Regions from separate parts of the Mus musculus genome. Here all the other regions are linked to region 3. A link is a contact called in public Hi-C and HiCAR-type data. All regions are on one chromosome and are shown on one strand. Each heading gives the region's core, a stretch centred on a gene start, on an enhancer-like site or on the middle of the called end of the contact. The rest is flanking DNA. Distances are from core to core; before and after follow the strand shown.

What was found. Hi-C and Micro-C count contacts between places; a contact is called where the count stands out from the background. HiCAR-type assays count read pairs that join an accessible place to other places.
Region 1: a HiCAR-type map of astrocytes shows a contact between it and region 3, with 3 times the contacts expected there. The contact joins the promoter of 2610206C17Rik here to the promoter of Mex3b in region 3. A contact is called at or near these places in 1 of 39 promoter capture datasets (pre-B cells), 1 of 115 datasets of contacts at active chromatin or transcription factors (astrocytes) and 1 of 9 other capture datasets (adipose tissue).
Region 2: a contact with region 3 is called in a Hi-C map of Th1 cells, with 15 times the contacts expected there. The contact joins the promoter of Abhd17c here to the promoter of Mex3b in region 3. A contact is called at or near these places in 2 of 39 promoter capture datasets (liver and pre-B cells), 3 of 484 Hi-C or Micro-C datasets (Th1 cells and embryonic stem cells), 3 of 115 datasets of contacts at active chromatin or transcription factors (astrocytes, pancreatic cancer cells and stem cell-derived neural progenitor cells) and 2 of 9 other capture datasets (adipose tissue and liver).
Region 4: a Hi-C map of B cells shows a contact between it and region 3, with 5 read pairs. The contact joins the promoter of Tm6sf1 here to the promoter of Mex3b in region 3.

The regions. Positions count from the first base shown.
Region 1 is chr7:84,688,388-84,691,489 of GRCm38.p6, forward strand. It overlaps 2610206C17Rik (RIKEN cDNA 2610206C17 gene), which reads left to right and starts at 1,253. Exons shown (of 5, transcript NR_038175.1): 1 at 1,253-1,427. It overlaps Zfand6 (zinc finger, AN1-type domain 6), which reads right to left and starts at 1,570. Exons shown (of 7, transcript NM_001360578.1): 1 at 1,359-1,570.
Region 2 is chr7:84,150,116-84,153,331 of GRCm38.p6, forward strand. It overlaps Abhd17c (abhydrolase domain containing 17C), which reads right to left and starts at 1,778. Exons shown (of 3, transcript NM_133722.2): 1 at 1,167-1,778. The coding sequence starts at 1,729. It overlaps LOC117997403 (a long non-coding RNA gene), which reads left to right and starts at 2,025. Exons shown (of 3, transcript NR_169136.1): 1 at 2,025-2,256; 2 at 2,431-2,569.
Region 3 is chr7:82,865,543-82,868,815 of GRCm38.p6, forward strand. It overlaps Mex3b (mex3 RNA binding family member B), which reads left to right and starts at 1,791. Exons shown (of 2, transcript NM_175366.3): 1 at 1,791-2,385; 2 at 3,214-3,273. The coding sequence starts at 2,109. It overlaps Gm36584 (a long non-coding RNA gene), which reads right to left and starts at 1,754. Exons shown (of 5, transcript XR_003946820.1): 1 at 1-1,754.
Region 4 is chr7:81,857,710-81,860,752 of GRCm38.p6, forward strand. It overlaps Tm6sf1 (transmembrane 6 superfamily member 1), which reads left to right and starts at 1,292. Exons shown (of 10, transcript NM_145375.4): 1 at 1,292-1,831. The coding sequence starts at 1,740.

The DNA.
Region 1 (3,102 bases), core at 3-2,502, 1.8 Mb after region 3:
GGAACACAGCATTAAGAAACAATGAAATGGATGAACCACAACCATACACTATCTGTCCAAAGTTCAAAGGGCAAGGAACCTAAAGTGACACTGTTTGAAGAGATTAGTGTGTGACAAAACTAATTTTTAAAAGGCTAGAGAATGAGCAAATCCACCGAGTCTAGAATGTTTATTTACCTCAGTAAGAAACAGTAAACTGGGTTAGGCCAGATAAGAAACTCGTGAACACATACAAGTTTGAGTAATGTTCTAGTTCTGGCTCTGGAGTGAGGAGTCTGAAAGTTTATGTTTTCTCTCTTTATAGTACATTGTGTTGTGTATTCTCCCAGGACTGACCATTACTTTAAAAACTTTGTGATATAACTCATATTGTGAGTTTTGACATTAACACAGGAAAGTATGGCTGCAGTCAAAACAGCAATCAAGCCTGAAATTTTCCTATCTGTGCCTATTACCCCTCTTACATGTTTGTCTCCCCGCCCCACCCCACCCCCACCCCGAGACAGGGTTTCTCTGTGTAGCCCTGGCTGTCCTGGAACTCACTGTGTAGAACAGGCTGGAATCCGCCTGCCTCTGCCTCCCAAGTGCTGGGATTAAAGGCGTGCGCCACCACGCCCGGCTTACGTGTTTTTTAAATGTTAAAAAAAAAAAAAAAAAAAGGAAAAAGGAAAAATTAAGACAATGTCTTTTCTCCATTTAAATGTTCATGGTTTACCAAAAAATTGTCCCCGCAGGCCTGGAAATAATACATAAAACAGCAATTGCCATAAAATACTTCATAAATAATCTCAAAAGCCTACGTGGCATTTTAATTAGGAAAAGGATAAATTTCGAATATAGTTTGAAAGTGACGTTTAATTTCGGTTTTCGGAACCACTAGGTGCTGACTACCAAGCTAGTTAGCATGCACGGCTTGGAGGTGACCCCAAGGCCCCAGTTCCCACAAACGCCTGACAATTCTGGATGATGATGGCAAATCACTGAGTTCTGATAGAGTTAGATTGACTTCAGACGCCACACTCCGTGTAGCTTGTTTACGCATCCAACAGTGAGAAACTTGAAAACGCTCTCAGAGGAGCAGAGAGCTTGGAATCCCGGAGACTCCCTCTGAGCCTTCTCTAGCCTCAGCCTACCAAAGGGACGTGAGGACGCTGCCCGGCGTGCGGCAGCTGCTCCGGACTGGCCCCAGGCGCGCCCACCCCGACCCCGAGCTCAGCGCGCGCCCGGGGAGCCCGGGACCGCGCCCCACCGGGACCGCGCCCTCCGCTCGCCACTGCGAGGCCACCTGCTGCGCCGCCCGCCGCTTCCGGCTCCCAGGCCGCCCGGAGGCTGCGCCCACCGCTGCCCGCACTCCTCACCTGGCGGCGGCCCTCTCCGCCGGACGCGCTGCCGCCGCCGCCTCTCGCCGCCGCTGAGAGTGAGGACAGGTGAGGCCGCCAAACCCCCACTCGCTCCCGGCCCGCCGCCGCCGGCCCTCCGTCCGCTGTTTATTAAACTTTTCTGTTTGGCTGCTCGGCCTGTGACGCGGCCTCAAGGGAGCGCCCGCGATTGGCTCTCAACGCGCGCTGACGCGGCAGTCCCAGCCCGCTGCCTAATTATGACCGGCCCGGGCGGGGCCGCGGGCCGGAGGCGGCGTGGGGGCGGGGCCGGATCTCGGAGAGTGCTATTATTGGTCAAGGCATTTGAGGGGCGTGGCACAGAGGCGCTGCTTTTCTCTCGGCCACGCCCCTGCCTCGGCCAGGTCAGCGGGCTAGGTTAGCTTTTTGATGTTGCCTCAGGAGCAAGAGGGCTCTGGTGCAGACTTGGGGGACGGCGAGGGGATGGGGTGTCTGATGACGTAGCTCCGGGCTCTGCATCCTCCCAGGGATAGACTACCCTTGTCTAGAGCTGGTGTTCCACCTGCGTAGTTTGAGAGACGACATAGATTGAGATTCTGTTGCCCAGGCCCCTAGAAGACCAGGAGGGCCAGCCCAAAGTGCCAGGTCTGAACTCTGCCCTGTCCTGAACCACGATTTACAGAGAGCGAGACCTGAGGCGTGTGTGCTCGCTTGTGTAATACACACCTACACGCCTGGACTCGGGAAGCCCCCTGGACCTTCTCGCGGAAGCGGTAGATTCTAGTCCAGCAGCCCTGCACAGGTTGTGCGGGAGAAGTGGGGGACAGCTCTCCTGAGATTTCCCCAGCCCAAACAGGATTGCCTAGAGTCCTGTCTTTATTTGAAATTATGTTATTTTGTTAGTCTTGGGGTTGTGCCTTTTGGTGTTTTACAATGTTTATCTTTGTCACTGTGCTCTCTTTACCTATTTCCCTGAAATTTCTGCCCTATTTTTACAGTAATAGGGGCTCATGGTCACAAGGTTGAGATACGGCTAACCATGTGTGGTTTGGGCTGCTTTCTGTAATCCTGTAGAATAAGGAGGAGACAGAATAGAGGACATGGTGGAGGTCAGGTAGAATTCTTTGAAGAAAAGGTGGCATTTGAAAAATTCTTATGACTTCATGGAAAACGAAAGGAAGTGTTCCTGAAGAGGGCTTGGGAGAAACACACAATGCTCTTGTGAGGTGACAGACAAGTTTCTGGGGCAGGATATTCTAAAATAAATCACCAAAGCTAAGCCTGGCCAGCCACCGTGGCCCAGGCCTTTATACTTTCAGCATGGAGAGGCAAAGAAAAATATACCTCTGTGAGTACTAGGTCAGCCTGGTGGATATAGCAAGTTCCAGGGTGACCAGAGCTAAGTAGTGAAACCCAGGGCCAAATAAAATAAAGCTAAGCCTGCTGTTCGAAACCAGAGCAGAACAGAAGGTCCCTACCCAGGGCCTAAGGGTGTTTTTGAGGCACATTCAACCCATTCAAAATTTATATTTAAGGTTGGAGTAATGATTCAGCAGTTAAGAGCACTTACTGCTCTTGTAGTGGTCTTAGGTTGGGTTCCCAGCATCTGCGTGGTGGCTCACAACTGTCAAAACACTCATACACTTGAAAATAAATCTTTAAAGCCAGGTGTGGAGACTCACACCTTTAAACTCAATACTAGGGAGGCAGAGGCAGGTTGATCTCTGTGAGTTCAAGGCCCATCTGATCTACATAGTGAGTTTCC
Region 2 (3,216 bases), core at 528-3,027, 1.3 Mb after region 3:
TCCCCGCTTCTGACAAATACTTCTGAAACCTGTTCTTGGGAGCAGGTGGCATGTGACTACTTGTGGATCCTCAGCCACTCCATCAGGATAGAATCCAGCCTCATCTGCCTACATCATTCTCCAAAAACTATACCCCAATTGAGGAGCCCTCCAAGACCTCAGAAGAATGTGAGCAAGCATCTTAGAGTGAATACTAAGTACTTCTCTGTTATACAAGCCATTTCTCAAGAAGCATAAGGGATAACTTATGAACATATGTGCAACACATATGGAAATAAAGTCATTATTACTGGCCATGTACTTAGCTTAGCAAATAGACGTTTCATAAAAACGATACAAAGGTCTCTAAAAAGAACAGTGCCTACTGTCATTCTGGGGACTTATTCCTCTAACGAAATCCAAGCTCATTACACACAGGACCTCAGGTACGGTTGCCACCTGTGCTATGGGGATTGCATGGGAAGGTCACAAGCACCAAAACTGGTCAGGTCACTTGACTTTCCCGCAAACCAAATGTCTAAGTTCAGAGTAAAACTTAAGTTAGTTCCCCCCCCCCCCAACCTGGTCTGTCCTCAGAATATAACAATTTGTGCTTAGCATATAAAAGACCCTGAATAAATACTTTCCAGTTTTATGAACGCTAACTCAAGGTCAAGAGATTTCCTCACGCCTATAACACTCTGCGCTACTGGTGGTGTTTAGGGAAGGTTCTTCAGCTAACTTCCTGATCTCCCAGTGCCACATACTCTGCGGGACCAGGAGGCAAAGTCCTCCCCACACCCGACCCGACCCAGCCTTAAGGGCTGCACAGGCATCGCCCCAGGGACACTTTCTACTTGGAAAGTCTTTTAGAGGTCATCGTCTCTCCCCAGCTGTCAAGGGCTCTGAAAACCCCAAGGTCACTTCTACCAGACCTTCGGGGTCTGCGCGTAGCTCAAGACACAACTCAAGCCCAACCAAGTTGGTTTGGCCGGTACATTGGCATCCCCCACAGCGGCCACGTGCGTTTAACCGGAGCCACAAAGACTCCAGGCCGCGCGGGCCAGTGAAAAGCAGGCAGGACCCTTTAAGTCTGAGCTCTCCATCCCCGAGGGCTGTTGCAATCTCGAGCGAATGCAACAATCCGGGAGCACAAGCCCGCACCCCAACCGTGGCTCGGGGCTCACCGGGTGCGCAGTGCCTGCCACGCGGCGTCGATGTCAGCGTAGAGATTCTTTTCGGAGGGCTTGCCGGAGCTCACACCATAGCCCGAGTAGTCGTAAGAGAAGATGTTGCAGTTGATGCGCGAGCCCAGGCCGATGTAGAAGCTACACATCTGGCCCAAGTCCACGGCGTTGCCGTGCGAGAAGAGCAGCGTGTAGCGGCTGGAGGGCGCGCAGCGCACGAACATGCAGCCCAGCCGGTTGTCGCGGGCCGTGCGCGAGAAGAAGACCTCGACGGCGTCCAGTTCGCGCTGCGAGTACTGCCAGTCGGCGCGCTCGCTCAGGTGCAGGCTGCACGCGCCGGGGCCCGCACCCTCCTCGGCCGGAGCGGGCTGCGCCGCCGGGGCGGGCGCGGGGGTCGCCGCGGGAGCGGGCGCGCGCTGCTCGGGCGCCAGCACCGTGTAGGTGGGTTCGGGCGGCAGGAAGGCCAGCTTGGCGGCGATGCGGCTCGGACAAGGAGGGCAGCAGAAGAGCCAGCACAGCTCGCCGAGCGAGAAGCCGTTCATCCTGGGGCCGGGCTCGGGCATCGGGGCGGCCTGGCGCCCGCCGCGGGCGGGAGGGAAGCGCAGGGAGCGCAGAGGGAGAGCGCCGAGAACTGGAGGCCGGCCGAGAAGGCGGAGAGGCCAGGGGCGGGGCCAGGCGGGCGCGGCGCGGCGAGCGGGGCGGGTCAGCGGCAGCCCCGCAGCCCCGGCGAGGTGCGGACGGCCGGGGCTCGCGCGCGGCACACAAAGCCCGCGGCGGCGGCGGCCATGGCCCGCTCCAGCGCGCCGCCCCGCCCCCGCACGCTACTGCCACTTCCGGGTTACCGCGCCGCGCGCCCCCACAGGCGGGCGGGGCTACCCATCGGAACGGACGCCCCAGTCTGAAGCAGGACTCCCCGGGCTGGGCGGGGCTCCCGCCTCTTGGGCGGGAGTTAGCGCATCTGGGCGGGGCTACTCGTTAGAACAAACTCCCCGGTCCGAAGCGAGGCTCTGGAGTCTGGGGCGGGGCTTAGCGCGATTGGGGCGGGGGTCTGAAGAGATTAGAGCGGTTGGGACAATCCTGGATTGAAAAGGTAGGTGTGCAGATACTTTAGGATTCAGTTCTCCAAAACCAGCTTTCTGTCCTGGTGGAGTTATTGGGAATTTATGTAAAAGATAATTATTGAGAAAGAGAATTGAGTACATTAAAAATGCCTTGCTTTCCTCTAATCAATGCTATTTTTTTCTCTTTTGGTTGTTTGAGACAGTTTAGCCTACACTGGTTTAGAACTCACATGCTTCTAGCCTCTACCACCACTTGCTGAGATTCAAGACTTCTTGAACAGCCACTACCATAAATGCTCTGGTCCATCTCGTACGTGTTCCCGTGTTGCAGGCGGCTGTTGGGTATGTACAGCTACGCAGGTCTTTCTGTAATAACAATTACAGCAGAGCCTGTTGGTTTTACAACAAATGGTGTCAACACGGTCCTCTCTCACCCCCATCCCTTACATCATCCCCTGTGGTGCCAACTGGATACTCCATATCTGTCCTTTTTGATGTTAGTTTCTCTAGAACTGTTTTGGCGCCAGACTTTTTAATCATGAAAGACATGTTACAACGATTTTAATCCACTATTGTCTTGGCTATAGGCTTTAAGTGATTTTCCAAATATAACTCTCAGGGCTTCTGAAACCGTGTGAACCCTGGTGTCCGGTTGGCAGAGCCTCTCCTCTGGACTTTGGCACCAGGCTTTCCTTTCAGGGGTAGGAGGTCATTTTAGGCTACCTGCAATGAATACAACCAGAGCCCCAGTGGGCAGTCACCATTCCAGACCTCATAAATGTCCCAAGAAGGATTACAACATTTTTTAAACAAAAAGAATTTTGAGCATCCTAATATAAATTGATTTACCAGTACCACTTTAAGTAGTAACCTTGTGGACTGAGTTTTCAAAGGCCGTATCTTCACTGAATCCCCAAAAGCCTGCCCACAACGCCTCTCCAAGTCTGTTTTAAAGTTAGATGGGCAAAGCTGCTCTTCCCTAGCCAGGC
Region 3 (3,273 bases), core at 541-3,040:
TCAGCCTCATTTCCCTAGGGAAATAATCAGCACCTCTGCCCCGAGACAGCTCCAGGTGAGTTTGGAGCTTGGGATCACCTTCGCACGCTTGGAAGTGCAGGCGCTGGCAGAACAGTCCGCTCCCAAGTGCACTGCCAACCATTGTCACTTTTAACCACCCAGGCATTGGGCAGGGGAGGTATTGTGGATAAAAGCCGAGGTGCGGGGTGATCCCTTTTTTCTGGGTCCCTCAGATCTGCCCCAGGTCCCCAGGGTCGCCCCCAGCGGGGAAGGGGTTCTCCAGTAAACCAGTCTGCGGTGTACACAAGTCGCCTCGGAATCACCAGGAGGCGTCTCTCCCGGCAGACCTTAACAGGATTAGGGAAAGCCTGGACTACTAGCCTGCAGGGCGCAGGGGCGCGGATAAACAGGCGGGCTCCGGGAACAAAGGACGGAGAAGCGGATGCGCTTTGAGCAGGGAAGGGGCGTCCTCCTCTCGCAGGAGGGAGATGCGCCGAGGCCCGAACCCCGCCCCGGCCCGCCCCTCAAAACCTCCTTTCTTTTCGCTTGCGCTCGGAGGCTATCGGTGGAGAAGCCAGGAGGGGGCGCAGTTCGCCTTGGCCGCCCGCTAGTCCTGTCGCACCCTTCCTCCGCCGCCTCCCCCAACCCGAGAAGCGCACAAAGAGCGCCAGGCCCGACCACACACCTCCCGGCGGGGCCGGGCTGGGCGGAGGGCGGGGCCGGCGCGCTCTGGGCTCCTCTCAGGCACTGCGCATGCCTGACCGCAGGGAGGGGCGGGCCTGGGAGCGGCGGGCGCGCACGCCCTCACTGTTCCCGGGCAGTGTAGGGCTGGCGTCCCGGCAGTGGGCGCGCGGCGCTCGTGCGCGTGTGGGAGCCCGCGGGGTCTCAGTCCGCGCGCCAGGCATGTGCGGGACCCTAGAGGTCACCTGCAGCGGTGCGGGTCGGGCCCTTTCTGCAACCGGTTTCTGGTTTTGGCATTCGTTCTTTCAGGGCCACTTGGGCAAAGTGCTACCCAAGGGGACGGAAATGTGAGCGCGCGCGCGAGTGGCAGTGTGGGCGGGCGTGTCTTTTGTGTGGCGTGCGCTCCCGCGCAGGTGGGCAGCTCGCGCCCAGCAGTCACAATACCAATGGGGCCCAGGATCTCGAGCCTTTGGTTCCGCGTCCCAGGGTTGGGCCGCCCTGTGGTACAGATACCTTGTACAGTATACCGTCCACCTAGTGGTCGCGTCGGCTCCAGGGATGCTTTATTTGGGGGCAGTAACGGGACTTTAGAAGGACCGCTCTTTGGAGCTTGGCGGCTGGCATCACAGTTGGGCGCCTTTTCTTCTCAACCTGGAGAGGAAAGAGACTTGAGGACAGTGGTTGTCCTCGGCTGATAGGTACATATAAATGTCCCGAGCCAGCCGGTCCCGCATTAGACAACAAAGAGAGGCGTTCGCGGCGGCGGCGGGGGAGGGGCGCGGCCGGGAGGAGGCCGGGGCGGGCTGCGGCGAGCTCGATGGGGGTGGCGCTGGCTCCGCTCTCTCAGCCCCGGCCTCCGCCCGCCCCCGGCCTGGCGCGCGCCAATCGCCTCCCCCAGCGATAGTGTCAGTAGCATTGTAGTGTCAGCTCCCGCCGGTGACGTTGCGCCTCCCTCGTCCCCCTCCGGAGCCGTCTGGCTGCAGAGGCTCAGTCAAGAGGCGGGTAGGAGAGGAGGAAAAAGCGCTGAGTGAGGGCGGGCGGGAGGGAGGGAGGGAGGGAGTGGAGGAGCCGGGGAGGGGCTCCTTAAAGAAACGCTGCTGTCGCTCGCCTGTTCGCTTTGCGCTCGGCATTGTGGCCAGCCAGCCGGGCACTCGGGGGGCACGCGCGGCCGCCGCTCGAGCTCTGCCCCCACCCCAACCGCCAGCAGATCTGGGGTGGGGACCCAGGCGGGGGCTCTTGCAGCCACTGCCCGGTGCGGATTGCACGCAGAGACCCACTCCTCCGAGCGCCGAAAAACGAGCCACGGAGCCCTCCGCAGCCGACCGGCCTCCCCGCCCCTGACTGCCGGCTTCCCGGCTGCCTTTGTGGCTGCACCTTCTAGCTGCCGAGCAGAGAGCCGGCTGGGGCGCGGCGCGCACGGCGGAGCGATGCCCAGCTCGCTGTTTGCAGACCTGGAGCGCAACGGCAGCGGCGGCGGCGGGGGAGGCGGCGGCGGGGGAGGCGGCGGTGGCAGCGGCGGGGGAGAGACTCTGGATGACCAAAGAGCCCTGCAGCTTGCGCTCGATCAGCTCTCCCTGTTGGGACTGGACAGTGATGAGGGCGCCTCTTTGTACGACAGCGAACCGCGCAAGAAGAGCGTGAACATGACCGAGTGCGTGCCGGTACCCAGTTCCGAACACGTCGCGGAGATCGTAGGGAGGCAAGGTGGGTCCGGCAGGGATGGGGACCGGAGGGGTGTGTAGGATCTCCGCCACCGCCTCACTGTGAGGGCGGGTGCAGGAACGGGAGCTGTGGCGCGGGGGAGCCTTGGGGAGGGAGGAAGAGCCGCGCGATGGGCCGGCGCACTAGACAAAGAAAGTGCAGGCAGGCTGTCTTCCACAGCGGCGCCAGTGCCGCGGCGGGATGCACTTTCTCCTGCTAAAATCACTGCCTTTTCCTCTAGTGCTCCAGACTTAGTCCACTCTAGGAAAGATGTTTAAAATATAATATACTGGGGGAGGGGACCTCTGGTGGTCCTTTGGGAGGGGGCAGTATGGGGGGGGGTCGTCCGAAGGGATGAGGATTCGGGATTTCTGCAAAGCGGAATGGAATAGAGTCCAGGGAAGGAACAATGGGTCCCAGGACTGCCATTCTCTTAACCCCACCCCTAGTCCTCCAGAGTCTAGGGATCGCGGCTTCCCGGGAGCCCCTGGTCTTCAAGGCAATCAGTGTGCTCAGTTGGATACCAGCAGCATCCCCCTAGATGACTTTTCTGGGGTTCTGCGCTTTGCTTGGGACGACTGCAGTTACCGGGGGAGGGCCAGGCAGCCAATGGGCTATTTATTCCTCGAGCGTTTCGAGGACAGAACCGGCGGTCCAGCTCCTAGCGCGGTTCGGGGTCAGCGAGGGAGACGCCCCCTTTCTCTGGTCGCGTGTTCTGCTGCCCAGCTGCCTTGGGCGCGGGCTGTCCCGGGTCTCCGCGGTTATCCTGGGATAATGGGCGTGTCTCTTTCTCTATTTCTCCTACTCCCTCCCTTGAACCCTGGCTTCCAGGTTGTAAAATCAAAGCTTTGAGGGCGAAGACCAACACTTACATCAAGACCCCAGTTCGCG
Region 4 (3,043 bases), core at 42-2,541, 1.0 Mb before region 3:
AAGGATGACCTTGAACCAGGGACTCCCTCTGCCTCCATCTCTTAGTGCTGGGATTTCAGATGAGCCCCCATCAAAGTCAGTTCATGAAGTGCACGAGGACAGAGCCTTAAGATTTGTGCACACAAAGCAAGCACGATCAACTACACCCCCAGCCTCTATTAAGTTATTTCCATAAATATGATTCTGAATTTTAAAAAAGCCCAAGCATGGATGAGAAGGAATAGAAATGATATGCAGCAAGTGTCTAGGTAGACAAGAAAGATTCAGAGCAGCCCGAGAGACTCAGGATACACGCAGACGGCTAAAGCAGCTCGGTGTGGGATGTGGAGGAGGTTGGACTGGCTGGGAAACTGGCCTAGGAGATGGCCTGGAGGAGAGAAGGCGCTTTGGGGAATGAAGGAGGTGGTAAAGGCAAGGAGCGATCATGGAAGATCGTGAGCGATGTCCAGGTTCCCACTGAGACTTCTGGGAGAAGCTTTGCGAGATGCTGCCGTTTGGACAGTCTTTACCCTTTTGTGCCCATTGTTGGCTGAGTTTTCAAGAAAAGGGAGGGCAGATAGTAGGAGAGCTGGCTTTGGAACAACCGACTGTCCTGGTGCAGGTTCATTTTCCTCACATTGAAAATGAGCCAAATGACCTGTAAGCCTCTGACCTAAAGACAGGAAGGCGCGCACTCTGCTGCCCCCACTGTTGCTCCGGAGCCCACTTCTTTTCCCTTCCCTGGGGCCATACCAACAGGACTCAGGCCCAGGGGGCTTCCTGAGCACACCCTGCTCAAGCAGCTCTTTGGGCGGCACTCTCATGCTCTACACCCAGACGTCTGGGAATATTCCACGAAGAGCCCTAATCTTCAGGACCTGCCAGGCTAGCCGGTGGTAACCTGGCCTCCAAAAACACTCCAGGCAAGGAATGAACGCTGCCTCAGTGTCTTACATCAGGGCATTCCTCTGAGGGTCAGTTCTGCTACAAAAAAAGAAAGGGAGCAGGAGACAGACCAGTGTGCTGAGCAGTGCAGGGCAAGCACTCCACGCTTGTTAACTCGGTCGATTTCCACAATCATACGAGGGAGCAGGTTATTCCCATTTCACAGAGAAATGATACAGAATGTTTCAGTAACTTGATCAAGGTCAAGGGGCGGTGAGTGAGCAACCAAGGTGGAAAACAAATATTTCCACTTGGCACTGGAACATTGGTTGCGGACGTTGATGGCAGCTGTGTGTAGGGAAGGGGTGCGCGCGGGGGGTGGGGTGGGAGGGCGGCACAGTGTTGTTCCAGGAGCATCTGTCCCCACAGGTCTCTGAGCCGATCTCGCGGGCCTGCGGGCTCTGACACCCTCAGATCTGGCTCCACCCTCTGCTGGCCCTTGGCTCAGCCCAGCTCCGTTCCAGCTCGAGGATGCCCAGCTCCCATCTGTGACCCGCGTCCTTCGCCGGGCCCTTCCTTTTCCCATTAAAGCAAGCGTCCTGGGGCGCTTGTCTCCTCGCGGTGGCTGCTGAGCCCTTGCGTTCGTTAGCAGGAGCCTGGTGGGGACGCCTCTGGGGATCGTACAGCGGCCCTAGAGCACCCGGGTGGTGCCTCTCTCTGTGCGCGCCGGGCAGCTACGGGCGACGGGGACGCGCAGAGGAGACGCGGCCGGGGGCCGCCTGGAAGGGCAGCGGCGAGGGGCGCGGCGCCGCCGGAAGCTGAGCCAGGGGACCCCCGGCGCGATGCGGTGAAAGAAGAGCGACCCGGAGGTGGCAATGAGTGCCTCTGCGGCCACGGGGGTTTTTGTGCTGTCCCTCTCAGCCATCCCGGTCACCTACATCTTCAACCACCTGGCGGCCCAGCACGAGTGAGTGAGCGCGCGCGGGGTAGACAAGAGCCCGCAACTTTTCCGCGGGTTTGGGACCGCGGCTTTGGGACTGGGTAGCTTCCAGAAACGCCACGCCCGCAGCATGAGGGAGGCACCAGGGTCACCCGGCCCTAGGTCCTCAAACTGGGCTAGGGCAGTTCAAGGTCTGAGAGCTGGGCGCCTGCTCTTTGCCAGTACTGGGTGGGTAGCTGATATTACCAAGGTCAATACCGAAATGCCCCTGCCTCCGAGGCTCTCAGACACTAGAGGGGTGCAGAGCAACACGGAAGGCACGAACCGCCTTATTTGAAAGGAACGCTTTCCTTGTATGGACTTTCACATACTTACCATTTTATAATTTTAGAAACTGTTGTGAGCGGCTAACAGAAATAACCATGGTTTTCTGAGCCTTTGCTACTAACAGGGTGACCTGGCTTTAGTGTTCTGGTCTGTCTTTGCACCTCAAGGATCTTGTGGGAACTTTGTGCAAGGGCGCTGTGAAAGGGATAGAGGTTCGATGCTGGCCAGGAGCAAAGGTTCAGTGATCAGTTTAATGCTAAGGAACCGACGAATTCTGTAAGGGCTCTGGGTCCCAGTCTTGGCTTTCACTTCTCTAAAGGGATCACTGACTGACGAGCCCCCATGGGCAGCCGAAGGCCTGGGTGGTCAGTGGAAAGGCGCCAGCGGTGGCCCTGCTGAAGTTGATTGTGGGCTGCTGGAGGAGGAAGTAACTGGCTGTGCTTTTCATAGCAGTTGGTGCTAAGGAAATTGCATCAATCTATACCCTGCAGCCCGTGCCAGACCTCCAGACTGCTAGCGGAGTATGCACACAGTCAATGGTTTTCTCTCACTGCTGAGGTCACCTCATCCAGACGGCATGAGTGAGCACTGCGACGCTCCCTTAGACACAGGCTGCCCCTGTGCTTGGCCTTTGGTGCATCTCCTGAAGCAGCAGCTCCGAGCAGTCAGATGTTTTGTGCCTGTCAACAGAGCACAGGGACCTAGGCTCCTAAAGTAATACCATTCATTGAACACCTCTGTGCTTGGAGCCCTCGCTGAACAGGCCATGTCCTTGCTGAGGAGTCATGCATTAAAACAGACACCATCAGATATATAGAGTAGCATGCTATGAAGACAACAGAGCAGGGCATAGGGAAGGGGGTGAGCGTGGTAGGGGAAGGAAGTGGATGTGATGGACAGGCATTTGCAGGA